Regions from separate parts of the Mus musculus genome. Here region 1 is linked to region 2. A link is a contact called in public Hi-C data. All regions are on one chromosome and are shown on one strand. Each heading gives the region's core, a stretch centred on a gene start, on an enhancer-like site or on the middle of the called end of the contact. The rest is flanking DNA. Distances are from core to core; before and after follow the strand shown.

The links. Hi-C and Micro-C count contacts between places; a contact is called where the count stands out from the background.
Region 1: a contact with region 2 is called in a Hi-C map of ventral hippocampal neurons, with 1.7 times the contacts expected there. The contact joins two enhancer-like sites. A contact is called at or near these places in 1 of 15 datasets of contacts at CTCF or cohesin (the NIH/3T3 cell line), 7 of 484 Hi-C or Micro-C datasets (the AML12 cell line, bone marrow-derived macrophages, cerebral cortex and 4 more), 1 of 115 datasets of contacts at active chromatin or transcription factors (embryonic stem cells) and 1 of 9 other capture datasets (adipose tissue).

What each region holds. Positions count from the first base shown.
Region 1 is chr1:139,077,819-139,080,518 of GRCm38.p6, forward strand. The region is part of intron 9 of Dennd1b (DENN/MADD domain containing 1B); the gene reads left to right. Among named protein-coding and RNA genes, the nearest start is that of Gm41960, 89 kb to the right of the region's middle. Within about 2 kb of position 1,388, at least 32 of the 459 cell types and tissues checked have an H3K27ac peak or open chromatin away from gene starts, as enhancers often do. A contact at or near this core is called in ventral hippocampal neurons, where this site is marked.
Region 2 is chr1:138,994,507-138,997,206 of GRCm38.p6, forward strand. The region is part of intron 2 of Dennd1b (DENN/MADD domain containing 1B); the gene reads left to right. Among named protein-coding and RNA genes, the nearest start is that of 4930596I21Rik, 18 kb to the left of the region's middle. Within about 2 kb of position 1,310, at least 16 of the 459 cell types and tissues checked have an H3K27ac peak or open chromatin away from gene starts, as enhancers often do. A contact at or near this core is called in ventral hippocampal neurons, where this site is marked.

The sequences.
Region 1 (2,700 bases), core at 138-2,637, 83 kb after region 2:
CACAGCGTCTCTGTTATTCTGCACTTCCTCTCCTTTAGACTTCTTCCTGGCATTTATAACTGAGAGGTTGATGATCCTTTGTCTGAAATGTGCAGTACCAGAGTGTTTTGACTTTTGGAATATTTGAAGATACGTTATAAAATATTTGAGTAGAACATCTGCGTCCCAACAGAATTCATTCAGCTTTCATATGCTCCTTGGTACTTTTAAACAGTAATTTTAGTACACATGCATTTTGACTGGAAACTGCTATGTGAGGTCAGGTGTGAAGTTTTCCACTTAGTGTTGTGTTGGCATTTAACAAATGAAAGAATTTGGAGTCTTTTGGGGTTTGGAGATTTGAGATAAGGATGCTTAACTTGCAAAGTATGATAACCTTGTGGTTAGCTTTCCACTAGATATGTAAGCTTCATGAAAACTGGGTCTCTGTATGTTCAACGTTGTGTCTTTGTCTTGTGGGATAGCATATAGAAGGCAATATTTTTTTGTTGCTATAAGCAAAGAAATGTTATGATTTTTTCTGATTTCATAACTAATAGAAGGCTTTAAAACATTTAGACTTAATCTTTGGAAATATATTTTTGGTAGACTATATACACAATGAGCCATCTGGTTCAGATAGGAATCTTTCACTGAGAATATGAAATGACTTCATGTCATCTAAGAACAAAGAGTGTTTGACCTGTGACAAAGAGTGTTTATACCCCATCCACAGAAAACTTTTTATGTTGATCATCAGGCACTCAGACCAGCTGATGTGAGCAGGTCAGGTACCGCAGGCACTGAGACCAGCTGGTGTGAGCAGTCAGGTACCACAGGCCATGTAGCTTGCCAGCCTCTAAGCTCTACGTCTGGTAGTCTGAGTGCTAGATTTCATACAGCCTACATGTGTGTGTTTAGTTTCTTAGTGTCATTTATTTTCTTATAATTGTGACTTTATTTACATGTAACTTTGCTGTCTTTTCTTTAACTTCATGCTATAATAATTGCTCAATTTTAAAAATTTTACAGCTCTGTGCACTGTTGGTTGAATAGTGCATATTGGATCTTTGGTCTGTCTTCATAAGTATGTTCTTGAATGTCGTACTTGAGAAGAATTTTTAATTATTATTGCTCTCATTGGGAAAGTATAATTCCTTATAGCCCTACCTACATAACTCTGAAGTTTATATATAGTGGATAAATAAACTCCATTGTTTATATATTCATTCAAGTGATGCAGTGGGGTTTCTTAAGACAGACATGAGCTAAAAAGAGATTGTCTTGTATTCTTACCTCTTCCTCTTCTCTCTTCTTTTGTCTGGAAAGTTTCCAAGGGCTGTATGGCAGTTCTCCTCCGGCAGGCTTGATTAGCAAGGGTATCGCTTGCCAAATGCTGGACAGTGCCGGGATCTGTGACGCAGCATTTATGGTCTTAGAAGCCATCTTCTAAGAAGCCAATCCCGCCCACCACACAATGCCATTGCTAGCTGGTGAAGGTTGCATGGCATGCTTGGGGAGCCCTGGTTTGTGGGTAGGGTTGCTGCAGGGGTCCGTTGGTTGTTGGACGTATGCACTCATTATGGCAGCGCCTCCTCTTTAGATAAGCATTTCCTTTGCTTCACGGTTCTTTTCTCAATAACAAAACTTTCCTTTTTAAAATTTAACTGAGATATTATAAAAGTAATTTGTTTCCACATTAACAAAGTATATTATGCTTTTCAACAGGACGTAAACTCTCTTAACTTAGAAAGACTTAAAATGCACTGTTCCCAGCCAGCGTCTGAAAGCTCGGGAGAACTGGCAATGTGGAGCTAAGCCTTGTTCTCACTCAGTCACTAATCTGCTGTAGCCCAGCCTTGTTCTCAGTCTCCAATCTGCTTTATGATCTACTCAGATCCTTGGTCTGTCCTTATTAAATACAAGTATTCGAATGCCTCCTAGTGGCATAGTGTTGGCTGTAATTAAGGAATTAAAAATAATGTTTATTGAAAGAGTGCTCTGAGAAACTGACAAAGCAACTGACACTGCAAGGCACGGGAGTGCTTCTGGCTTGGTATCAGAGTCTGAGTCAGACTGCGCTATTTGTCACATAACATTAATAAAACATCTCACTGGAAAATACATAATATACATGCAAAAGGTGATTGAAAATTGTAATGTTTTTATTTTAGATCACATTATCATAATTGATTTTTATTGAATAAAACTAATTTACACTTACATGTAGAACAGTGGTGCTGTTAATGAGATTTTGATTGCTTTGTGTCCATGTATTGTTTTAAATGTACTTATTGTGTATATATTTTGACTTCTTTTAAAATGACGGAGCTATTTTCTTATGTAAAGGATATGGTTCATTTTCATATAGTTTTAGAAAATTCTTCCTTTCAAGTTAACTAAATGGACTTCTTTGGGAACCTTAACACGGAGACTACCGGAAAATACTGACACAGTGAAAAAGAACACTGGATTAATTACGCCTTTAATCACCAAGAATATACTTTATAACTGTAATCATTTTAAAAATAAAAGCCTCATAGAAAATAATGTGAATGAAGATTAGTTAGGGAGAAAAAAAATGGTATCCCTTTGTTAAGCATTAAAATTCTTTTAATTAACTGCTTGCCAAAACACAACAATTAAAATGGCAATTACCTCTAAAGTAGCAACAGTAATTGCAGCTGCTGTGATATAAAGCTAGGAAACAAAATGTTAATC
Region 2 (2,700 bases), core at 60-2,559:
TCGTTTGTTTGAGACGGGGTCTTATATTTAGCCTTTGCTGATCTGGAACTTGCTCTGTAGACCAGTTTCCCCTGGAACTCACAGAGATCTGCCTGTCTCTGCCTCCTGAATTCTAGGATCAAAGGTATGTGCCACCCCACCTGGCTAAGGTTCTATATTTTGAAGTTTGAATCTTGTGTATGCAGAGATAAGAAACTGAATTTGGGCTGGGGAGGTGACTGCCAGTAACATGCTTGTGGTGCAAGCCTGGGGACCTCACTTTGATTTCCAGAACCCATATAAAAACAAGTGGTGTATACCAGTGTCTTAGGGCTTTATTGCTGTGAAGAGACACCATGACTAAGGCATGTCTTACATTTAATTGGGTTGGCTTACAGTTTCAGAGGTTCAGTCCATTATCATTGTGGCAGGAAGCATGGCAGTCTTCAGGCAGACATGGTGCTGGAGAAGGAGCTGAGAATTCTACTTCTTGATCTAAAGGCAGCCGTCAGGAGACTATCTTATGAGGCTGGAACTCCTGGGTGCACACTGAGTGGAGCTTAAGCCTAGGAGACCTCAAAGCTCACAGTGACTCACCCCCTCCAACAAGGCCACACCTACTTTAACAAGGCCACACCTCCTAATAGTTGTCACTCTGTGGGCCAGGCATTCAAACACAGGAGTCTTTGGGGGCCAAACCTATTCAAACCACCACAGCCTGTTACTACAGTATTGGCCAAGTAGAGACAGGAGAATGTTGAGGGCTGGCTGAATAGCCATTCAGTCTGAATCAGTGAACTACAGGTTTTGCTGAAAAAAAAAAGGTAGAGAGTGATTGTGCATTGCCTCAGCTTGTAGCTTCTGTGCGTGCACACATACAAGGGAGCTGAAATTTATATTTCAGTTTTGATATGAGGAAGTGATGTTTCCATTTTGAAACACTGTCATGGTTTTGCTATTAAGGAGAGAACTATCTGTGTATCTTGTGCATTTTCTCATGTTGCTTTCTGGAGGGGAAAGTCCATCCATCCATCCATCCATCCATCCATCCATCCATCCATCTATATGAACTTGCAGCCTTTGTTCTAAAAGTACCAGGGGCACACAGTGACACTAGAGTCCAAGTTATGCTGGTGTCCAGAGCCAGCTTTGAAGATCACATTTTTTTTTTTCTGGTCCTTTCTCCACCTCCTGTGTGTTCGAGGATAATCCCTAAAGCTGTTTTTCTAAATCAGCTTTCAAAACTGTCCATTCAGTTTTAATCTGTGTTCTAAAGAATAATGGCCAATCTGCTGGGAATGGAAATCCTCCAAACAGAAGCCTGAGAGAATGTGGAGGCTGAGAAGCAGCTGGTCCATCTGGAGGGTGCTACTCTGTATAGTTATCTAGGGCACCAAGTTTCTTTCCCCTTGATTTTCTCTTATTATCTAGGCTTTTCTTCTTGGCTGTTGAGTCAAAGCCAAGGCACTAACTCTAAGTTCAAGTCATATGACAGGCAAGAGGAGTACTTCAGGGAGGAAATTTCTTCGGAGGTCAGGCAGGGGCATCCTTCATACATCACTTTCCTTGTAAAGGACTTGGTCCTTGACAATGCTTAGCCTCACTTAAAAGGAGACTGGAAATGGTAGCTTTTTCTCATTGGTCAAGTGCTGAGGAAGAGGGGAAGAGTACCTTCCTTAAGCTGACAGGCACTTAGCCATTCACGCTGCAGTAGTGAACTGGTGCCTTGTGCGCCTTCAGGAGCTCACTCCAGCTCCAGGCGTCTGAGCACCTACATAGAAGCAGCACGGGCTACATTGTCAGTTCTTTGCCTAAAATTCTCCTTCTTTCTTCTTTCTTAATTTCAAAATGCAAGTTGCTGCATATTTCAGGGATTTAAAAAATTACAAGGAAGGAAGATAGAGAAATGCTCAATGCTTAAGAGGACTGGCTGCTCTTGTAGAAGACATGGGTTTGATTGCTTGCACCCACATGTAGCACAACCATCTATAACTGTAGTCCCAGGGGACCTGACACCTATTCTGACCTTCACAGGCACTGCATAAATGTACAGCACAGACACGGCTGCAGGCATTCCCACACACACATAGAAAATAAGTAATAAAATATTACCAGGGAAAGAGTGATGGGAAGTAGCTAACTCTTCAGATTCGAATTGAGCTTGCCAAAAATGGCCAGTTACACTTACAGTAGATAAACTATGAACTAAAATGGTCAGTTACACTTACAGTAGATAAACTATGAACTATGATGAAGCTGTATGAAAATGCCAGCTGTCCCTGGCGATGTGTCCTGTGGATCACTGTCATGCGTTATGGCTTAGGCTTACTGTGCTTTATGCTTACTATGGTACACTGATGGCCACCATCAAGCTGGTTCATTCTCTGGTGTCCACTGTGATGTGAAGTGCACTGCCAGCCTCTGTCATGCTGTTGCCTTCTCTGATGTCACAGTGATGTGCACTGCTGGCCAACATCATGCTATTAGTCTCTCTTGTAGACCTCCTTCATCTCATATTTCTCCTTTCACTACTTCCCTTTTAACCTTCCTTTCCTTTCCTTTCCTTTCCTTTCCTTTCCTTTCCTTTCCTTTCCTTTCCTTTCCTTTTCTTTTCTTTTCTTTTCTTTCTTTTTTTCCTTCCCCTCTTCCCCTTCTTCCCTTTCTTCCCCTTCTTCCCCTTCCCCTTTCTTTCTTTCTTTCTTTCTTTCTTTCTTTCTTTCT